3 separate regions of the Mus musculus genome follow, and all the other regions are linked to region 1. A link is a contact called in public Hi-C and HiChIP or PLAC-seq data. All regions are on one chromosome and are shown on one strand. The core of a region is the stretch at or near the end of the contact, and the rest is flanking DNA. Distances in the headings are between cores, read along the strand shown. Region 1 holds the start of Syt8 (synaptotagmin VIII). Region 2 holds the start of Igf2os (insulin-like growth factor 2, opposite strand). Region 3 overlaps Gm33148 (a long non-coding RNA gene).

The links. Hi-C and Micro-C count contacts between places; a contact is called where the count stands out from the background. HiChIP or PLAC-seq counts read pairs in DNA pulled down with a chosen protein or histone mark.
Region 2: an H3K27ac HiChIP or PLAC-seq map of heart atrium shows a contact between it and region 1, with 9 times the contacts expected there. The contact joins the promoter of Igf2os here to the promoter of Syt8 in region 1. A contact is called at or near these places in 11 of 39 promoter capture datasets (the C10 cell line, the HPC-7 cell line, cranial neural crest and 6 more), 25 of 484 Hi-C or Micro-C datasets (B cells, the P5424 cell line, bone marrow-derived macrophages and 12 more), 17 of 115 datasets of contacts at active chromatin or transcription factors (the HPC-7 cell line, cardiomyocytes, craniofacial prominence and 9 more) and 3 of 9 other capture datasets (adipose tissue, liver and pancreatic islet).
Region 3: a Hi-C map of myocytes shows a contact between it and region 1, with 2.0 times the contacts expected there. The contact joins the enhancer-like site here to the promoter of Syt8 in region 1. A contact is called at or near these places in 10 of 39 promoter capture datasets (the 3T3-L1 cell line, the C10 cell line, the HPC-7 cell line and 5 more), 3 of 484 Hi-C or Micro-C datasets (embryonic stem cells, muscle stem cells and myocytes), 1 of 115 datasets of contacts at active chromatin or transcription factors (the HPC-7 cell line) and 3 of 9 other capture datasets (adipose tissue, embryonic stem cells and pancreatic islet).

Annotation. Positions count from the first base shown.
Region 1 is chr7:142,435,523-142,438,108 of GRCm38.p6, reverse strand. Syt8 (synaptotagmin VIII) reads right to left here and starts at 1,275. Exons shown (of 9, transcript NM_001285861.1): 1 at 1,170-1,275. The coding sequence starts at 1,176.
Region 2 is chr7:142,658,394-142,660,979 of GRCm38.p6, reverse strand. Igf2os (insulin-like growth factor 2, opposite strand) reads right to left here and starts at 1,300. Exons shown (of 4, transcript NR_002855.3): 1 at 1-1,300. It also overlaps a transcript of Igf2 not described here.
Region 3 is chr7:142,599,237-142,601,822 of GRCm38.p6, reverse strand. The region is part of intron 1 of Gm33148 (a long non-coding RNA gene); the gene reads right to left. Among named protein-coding and RNA genes, the nearest start is that of Gm33148, 8.9 kb to the right of the region's middle. Within about 2 kb of position 1,277, at least 10 of the 459 cell types and tissues checked have an H3K27ac peak or open chromatin away from gene starts, as enhancers often do. A contact at or near this core is called in muscle stem cells and myocytes, where this site is marked.

The DNA of each region.
Region 1 (2,586 bases), core at 26-2,525:
CTGACTCTTCACCTGTCAGCAGCCAGTACTGAGTCCACCCTAAGCAAGAAAGTAGCCTAAGGTAGCCAGGGCAAGGACACTAGCCAGGAAGCCAGGCAGAAAGAGGCTCTGGGCCTTGGCCAAAGCACTGACTTAGCTGCTGCAAGCCCCAACTCTTGCCACTTTTCCCAGTTCCCAACCCCAGCCAAGTAGGCCAGGCCTGGCCTGGGGGCAGCCTGGTACCTGCTTTTGCTGGCCCTTGCTCACTGGGACCCTCCAAACCTACATATCTGGAAGATTTCTGTCCTTTTTTTTTTTTTTTTTTTTTTTTTCTAGAACTTAAAGGCCTTTTCTCATTTTTGGGGATGTCTTATCTCCTGCACAGAGGACCCATCATAGCTCTCTACATTCCAAAGACCTGCCATCTTCTACACGGTAGTCCAGTTGGTTCACTGTAGCCTCAGGTCCGAGAGTAGCTTGGGCTATGAGGTCATGTAGGAGGGAATTGGGGATGCAGGGCACAGGGCCACCAGCAGGTGGGCATGCGCTCCAGCAAGTCTAGGCTGAAGGAGCTTTGCTGGCATGGGCACCAGGCCAGTATTGCCTGAGGTTGAGGGCGAGGTAGGGGCAGGCAGGGGCAGGGCATAGCTGGGAGAGCCTGAGCATTCCTCCATGCTGAATCAATGCCCGCCCAGACTTGTCTACCTGCCTGCTTGGCCACCCTTGGCATGGGAGTGGAAAGGAGGAGGCCATGAAGCTGCTTTGGCCTCTGTATCCTACCTGCCTGGGGCCTGAAACACCTGGCAGGCTGGCTTCTCCCCCACCCCACCCCCACCCCGTGAGCAGAAAGGGTGGGGTTCTCAGCTGGGGACTGGGAGCCACTGACTCGCTGAACTCAGGACCTCCCCCCTCCCCCACAGCTTCCCTAGATGGCAACTGCTGGCCAGAACTCAGTTTCTTAAACTTGAGTCTAATGCCACTGTGCCACAAGAGCCTGCCAGCCCTCCTGCTGTATCTAAGCCCAGACTGCACACAAGTTACTAGACCAGCCCACTCCTCCAGGGGTGACTAATAGACCCTCTTGCTCTTGTGCCCTCAGCCTGGAGTCCCCAACATGATTCCAAAGGGTAGCTCCTCCTGCAATATCAGTGGTTCACTAACTGGCAGCCACAGCTCACAGAGCTCAGAACCTTGCATCTCTCAGTGATTCGGGGCAGCTGCAGATCAGGAAGGGACCAGTCTCTGCCTTCTCCGTCTCCCTTTAGAGGTCCTCCTGCACACATGGAACCATGATGTTTTCAAGGGTGGCCTGAGGCTGGTGCTCTGAAGTTGGCATGGCCCTGGAGCAGAGGTGCAGAGGGTTTTTAACAAGAAGCCATAATGACTATGGAGAGTGGTCTGGTGGGCACCTGGAAGGACCACAGTGCTAGGCTGAATATCCTCTTCACCTCTTGAAATTCCTCAGTTTTTAGCACAAGTACCATATTTTAAATCATCCCCAGGCCCTGTGTATTATACAGCTAGTCCCTAACTCGGTTTCAGACTCATCTGTAATTTGGTGATGAAGTAGGAGCTTGGTGAGTCCCCTGAGGATGGAGAGAGGTGATCTGCTGGCCTCAACAGCCTGCCTGTCCACTAATATCACTCTTGTCTGGCCTTCTGAAGGACTCTGCTAGGCAGGAGTCCATAGGTGGTGGTCAGAGCACCCCCAGTGGCTCTGAAGTTGGCATGGCTCTGGAGCTGAGGTGCAGAAGGTTTTTACAAGAGGCCACAATGCCTATAAAGAATCTGCTTGGAGCTGGAGCTGAGATGTTGTTCCTCAAGGGCCCCTAGCACAAGAGGGCTAAGGTCAGGCTCAAACAAATCCGGCCTCCACATGGGGCTCAAAATGTTTTACCATTTGGAAATGGTGGAGCTGGTATGAATGTTGGGATTAAAGTAACATTGATCTCTCTCTGACTCTGTCTCTGTCTCTGTCTCTGTCTCTGTCTCTCTGTCTCTCTGTCTCTCTGTCTCTCTCTCTCTCTCTCTCTGTGTGTGTGTGTGTGTGTGTGTGTGTGTGTGTGTGTGTTCTTCTTGTCTAAAGCCCTCCCTCCCTTATCCTAAGAACAAGTGGTAGGGAACAGAGGATCTAGAAGTTGTGACTTCTAACTGTATGTCACTCAGGAGGGCATCCTGAGTAGCATGGTGGTAACACATGCCTACAGGAGGCTTCAGGCTGTTTGGAAGCTGTCTCCGGAAGATTCTGAGGCCTCAGAAACACCAGCTCCTGGTACTAGGGAGAGTTTCAAGGCCTGGAGACATGGAGGCCCCTTAGGACTCCCAGGTTCCAATGGTGGTAAAGGTGCAAGTAAAAAGACAGCCACTAGGAGGAGCCGTTCTTCCCGCTGGTCCCCACCTACCAGTAGCACTCAGTTTGCTACTTTAGAGAAAGTGTGAGCAGCCTGAGCTAGACAGACAGAAAAGAGGAGTCATAATTCTCTAGTCCCACCTTATCTTCCTGCTCTTGCAGCCTGTCTTCTGTGACTGCTGCGGAAGACCCTCTCAAAGGACTAGCACTGTTTGACCTAGGAAAAGGAGGTGGGAGTCCCTGCTCCATCTCCAAGC
Region 2 (2,586 bases), core at 51-2,550, 220 kb before region 1:
TTCTCCTCCGATCCTCCTGCGCCAGCGGACCCGACCTTCGGCCTTGTGGTGAGCTCCCCGTGGCGCGCTCCCTCGTGCCCCAGCTCTTCCACTGCGGGGCACCGGCTACCTCGCAGTTTGTCCTCAGGGCTGCTGCGGAGTAGCGCGGGAGCGGGCTGCTGGCTTCTCCCTCGGCGGCAGCGCTCCTTTGGGCTGGGCGCTCCGAAACGCGCGCCACTTTGTGTGCACTCTGCAAACAACGCGGTGGTAGGGAAAGCGCCTGGGCGGCCAGGAAGCGGGAAGGGCAGAGCGCTCGGGCGGCTTGGAGCCTCCAACCCTACAGGTCGAGGGCTTGGGGAAGCGAGTGTAGAGCGCGGGCGCGGTGATTGATGGTCGGGCCGGGAGGTTAGCCCCGGGTGCACTGGTTTCCGCCAGTAGTGGCCCTTTAGAGGCCTAGAGGTGCGGAGGTCGGGAGAGGGAAACAAGGTGCACCGGTTTAGAAGTGATTTTGACTTGGTAAAAATCACAATGGCTTCTTATATCTGAAACCACCCGGGGAGAGTTTCTTAATAGCCCGGAATTATCGCATTGGCCCCTGGGGCCGAACCTGCAACTAAGCAAATTCAAAGTGCTGAGGACAGGGAACTGTTATCTGCTCATACTGGGTGGGGTCCCAAAGGCGCGCCGCTTAGAAGCACTTCAGTGAGCTCTGGTTTACAGGTCTGGTTTGAGCTACGTTTCCCGCCCTGCTTCTTTTTCTGCTGAAGGGCGCAGACATTGTGCGGGGGCTCCACGCGGGGCCCAGATTTGGCGTGGCCAAGCCAGCCTTCCCTTCATGGTGCACCTGGTGGCCCCCCAAAGGCTGCTAGGAGATCCCAGGCAAAGCAGAGGTTAGGGGCGCTTAGTAAGATCTATCTGGCTGCTATTCGAGGTGCCTCACAGCCCGCCCTGCCTGCTCAGGCAGGTGGAGGCTGCGCGCTCCCCCCCCCCCCCCCAGCCGATCCAGGGGACTGTCCCCTGCTTAGCAAGTAGGTCCCTGTGAGAACCCTCTACCCAGCTACCTGCGCCTTAACTCAGTCGGCCGGGATGCGCCTACCTTGTAACCCTCTAACTGAGCACAGGTCCTGCCACTACCACTGAGGCCTAGGGTGCCACGCACGTTGGTTCGCACCACGCGCCCATGTTGCACAAGCACAGGGCACCCCGGAAACATGACATGGGACCTCGATTTTTAGGGATAGACACCCAGGATTTAGTGGGCCTGTTGGGGCGCACAGCCCCCCCCCATCTTTGCCACCAGGCACTCCACTCCCCCCCCCCACCGGCAACCCCCGTGCCCAGGGCCCCCGACCCGCATTCCCCGCGTGGCTCGAGTTGCGGGGGCGGTCCCGGGGCGGGGCGAGGGCCCTGCGGACGCCCATTGGCGCGGGCGTAAGGCCAGCGGGGCCCGAGCGGGCGCCGAGCCGCGGGGTGGCGCGGCTATAAGAACCGGGCGTTGGCGCCCGGAGTTCGCCTGCTCTCCGGCGGAGCTGCGTGAGGCCAGGCCGGCCCCCGGCCCCCCCTTCCGGCCGCCCCCGCCTCCTGGCCCACGCCCGCCCGCGCTCGGCCCGCCAGCGCCTCCATCCGGGCTGGCGGCCCCGCGTCGACGCCGTCCGCCACCTCGCTGCTGCTAACTCCTGTGCAGGGCGCCGTCGGCGGGGCCGCGCTCCGTCGGGCCTGCGGATCTCCCCACCGCCTCCTCCTCTATCTACCTCAACACCCCATTCCTGCTTCGCCAGAGGAGGCGGTCCCCACCGCAGGCAGTCCGGCTTGCAGGTCGCCGGCGTTGTCATCCCCCGCGCTTCCCCTCCCAGCCCTCCCCGGTGCGCAGCCCGGCTGCTCCCCTCTTTTCGCTGCAGTCCCGAGCAGCTGAGGCGCCGCCACGCCTGTCCCCCCCACAAGAAGCCCGGGCTTACGACGGCTGAGGGCTCCGTCGACCCTAACCGAGCTGGGTGCCCGTGGCCGGGGTGACGCCTCCATTCCTCCCCCCTCAACACCGTCCTCGGTCCTTCGAAGTTGCATCCTCTCCTCTGCTTAGGGTGCGCCCCCCCTCGCGCACCCGCTTACCCGCCACCTTTCCTAAGCTCCCCTCCTGCCCCCTCCCCGTTCCTCCTCGCCTCAGACTCCCTCCCCCTCACGTCCGCCCTCTGCCTTCGCCTACCCAAGTGGATTAATTATACGCTTTCTGTTTCTCTCCGTGCTGTCCTCTCCCGCTGTGAGCCTACCCGCCTCTCGCTGTCCTCTCTCCCTCTCTCCCTCTCTGTGGTCCCCCCCTTTCACGTTCACTCTGTCTCTCTCACTATCTCTGCCCCCCAACTATCCTTGATACAACAGCTGACCTCATTTCCCGATACCTTTTCCCCCCCGAAAGTACAATATCTGGCCCGCCCCAGCCCTAAGATACCCTAAAGAAGCAGAAGAGACGCCCCCCTCCCCACCAAAAAAGCCATCTCCCCGTTCTGTCCCGTCGCACATTCGGCCTCTGCGACTCGGGCAGAGCGGCGCTGGCAGAGGAGTGCCCGGCAGAAGGGCCTTCGCCCGCTGTTCGGTTTGCATACCCGCAGCAGG
Region 3 (2,586 bases), core at 28-2,527, 160 kb before region 1:
CAAAGCACTTGATGGCACAGTCTCTTAGTGCTTGTGACTGTAGATGCCCATCCTCACAGTCCTGGAGCAGCTTATCCCTAAAAACATTCTAAACCTGTGTCAGATCTGCCATTCACTAGTTGACAAGTCATAAGAAACTTCATTTGTCATTTGAGACCTGCTGAGCCTGGTCCCACCATGATGAAAGCCCCAAAGCCAGGTGGACCAGAGAATAACAATAGCTGCCAGAAGAACCTGAATACTAAGGGTTATCCATAGCTGGGGCCCTTTGCTTCCCAGGGGCAGAGAGGTATACGATGGTATGAAAATCAAGGGCAATCAAGCCCACCCTAGCAACTTGGAGGAGAGGTGGGCTTCCTGAAGGCTGTAACCAAACCTGGGGTGAGGGGCTCTGAAACTGCTGGAGTAGCTCAGGAGCAGAAAAGAATACCAGATAAGCCCGAGATGATCTCTGCTCCCTTCTTTGTCCTTTTTGGGGGTCTTGGAGTGCCTGGCTGGAACCTATTGGGTAGTGTCTATATTCTCTCCCTCTTTAGAATCAAACAGGAACATTCACACCAGGGCTGGGAATAGCTACTCTTCCATGGCCAGCATGACTGTGCTGATTGGTCTGCTCCCAGTGGCACATGTGACCCTGAAACAAACAGGCCCAAACAAGGACAACAGCCTCCCCAAGTGGAAGGGTGGGGGCCTGAGAGTTGAGAACAAGGTTGGCAGTGGTACCTGCCAACGGGTCCAGGCCAAGCAGCCATAGCAGCTGAGGCTGCCATTTTCCACCTGTCAGGACCAATGGAGATGGAAGAAGACAGCTGAGCAGGAAAGGGCAATGGGAGCATCCTTCTGTCCATGGAGGCGGGACTTAGGGTGGGGAAGAGGGCACAGAGAGTGAGAAAGGAGAGGTTGCCAAGCCCATGTTGACCAGAACCCATCTTGCCTGCCATCTCCCTCCATCCTGGAGCCCCCACACAGGTTCAGTGGTCTCCTTAGTAGTTAACTATTATGTCTCCAGAGAGGGTCCCCAAATTCTGGCTCTAGGTGTAATCATGGAACCCAGTGCCAGAGCTGACAGCTCCTTCCCTTCACAGTCCCATAAACGGATCTGGGGACAAGGGCAGCTGAGGGGGCCACCAGCAAAGAAAGAAGAGAGCTGATCTGAGAAACCTGAGAAGGCCAGCTGCTCTGCCATTTTTATTTCCTGTCAGCTCAGCAGCTCATGCCCTTTTTGGGGTCTCTCAGAGCCTGGCCATCCCAGCTGTCTCTCATGCCCACATTCCCTACCTCTTGAGGAAGAGTGCTGATCTCTCAAGCTGGAAATAGCTGTGCCTTGTGTCCTGAGGAGGCCCCTAAGGACATAGGGGCAGCAATCCCTCCCTAGAGGGGCAGCTGGGAGGGGTACCTCAGAAAGAGCCTAAGTAGTCACTCACACTGCCCCAACTAGCTCTGGCCTGCCTGCATCTGGCCTTCTCCCTTTGTCAGGGGGTCCTTGGTCCTGGACTTGTGGGGAGCAAAGCGGGTGGGCTAAAGGAGAGGGCCCAAGGCAGGAGCCTGGAGCAGCTGTTGGGACAGAAAGAACGTGCACTGCGGGCGGCCCAGCAGGGGCAGCGGCCCTGTGCCATGTTTTGCGCGTGATGTTTCTTTCCTGGAGGCCCTGGCCTCAAGCACCCTCACTTGCTGAAGTTTCTTTCTTTCAACTGCATCCCGCTGCCCGTGTTTGCTTTCCTTGGTCTGGGATGGGCAGCCGGGGAGCCGGCTCTGTGCGACTTGGCTTCTTCTGAAGACCGCTTCCTGGAACACTTGGCAGGGCTCGTCCTGGGAACCAAACCGTCCTCTCCCTCCTCCCAGCCTCATTCTCCACTCCCAGACAAGACACCCAGGACCCAGCTGAGGGTTCTGAACTGTGCAAGTAAAGTCGGGGTGGGACCGAGGTCTAGACTTAGCATTGTTCCAGTGCCCGGAGCCCCGACTTGGGGAGTCCAGGTAGAAATAAAATTGTACTCTGGCAAAATGTCCTCAGAGTCAAAACTGAGCTCCTCAACTCCATGCACTGTGCTCTCAGCTTCTCCGTGTGTTAAAGAAGAAGGCAGAGCAGCCCCACCCAGCCATAGCCAGTCCTGGGGCTCCTATGAACCAGATCCTCACTCTTCTCTAAGAACCCTACTCTCTGCCCTTTCTCTCAGGGCCTCAGCTTAGCTAAGGGCCTACCTAGCTCTGTATCCGTCCCTACTGTCCTGTCCTAATTTGGTTTTCTTAGTCCAAACCCATGTGTCAGACCAGAGCTCAATCTCCCTTTCTGGACTTTCCTCTGGCAGCATGTGGTGGATGGACATGGATCAAGGACCTGTGTGAGAGTCAGGGTTAACCTGGCCTTTGGCTAGTCCTTTAAACAAAGAGATAGTGACATCCATGGGTGGGTACAGTTTTTTTCTACTAGGAGCCTTCCTGAGGCCACATGCCAGCTAGGCTCTGGACCAGCATGAAGGGCCCTTACAACATCTTCCCAACATCCTGTGGGAGAGGCCAAAGCCCTATACAACACATCCTTCCTCTTTAGCATCCACTTGGGTTGGTGGAAGAGAACCAGAACCT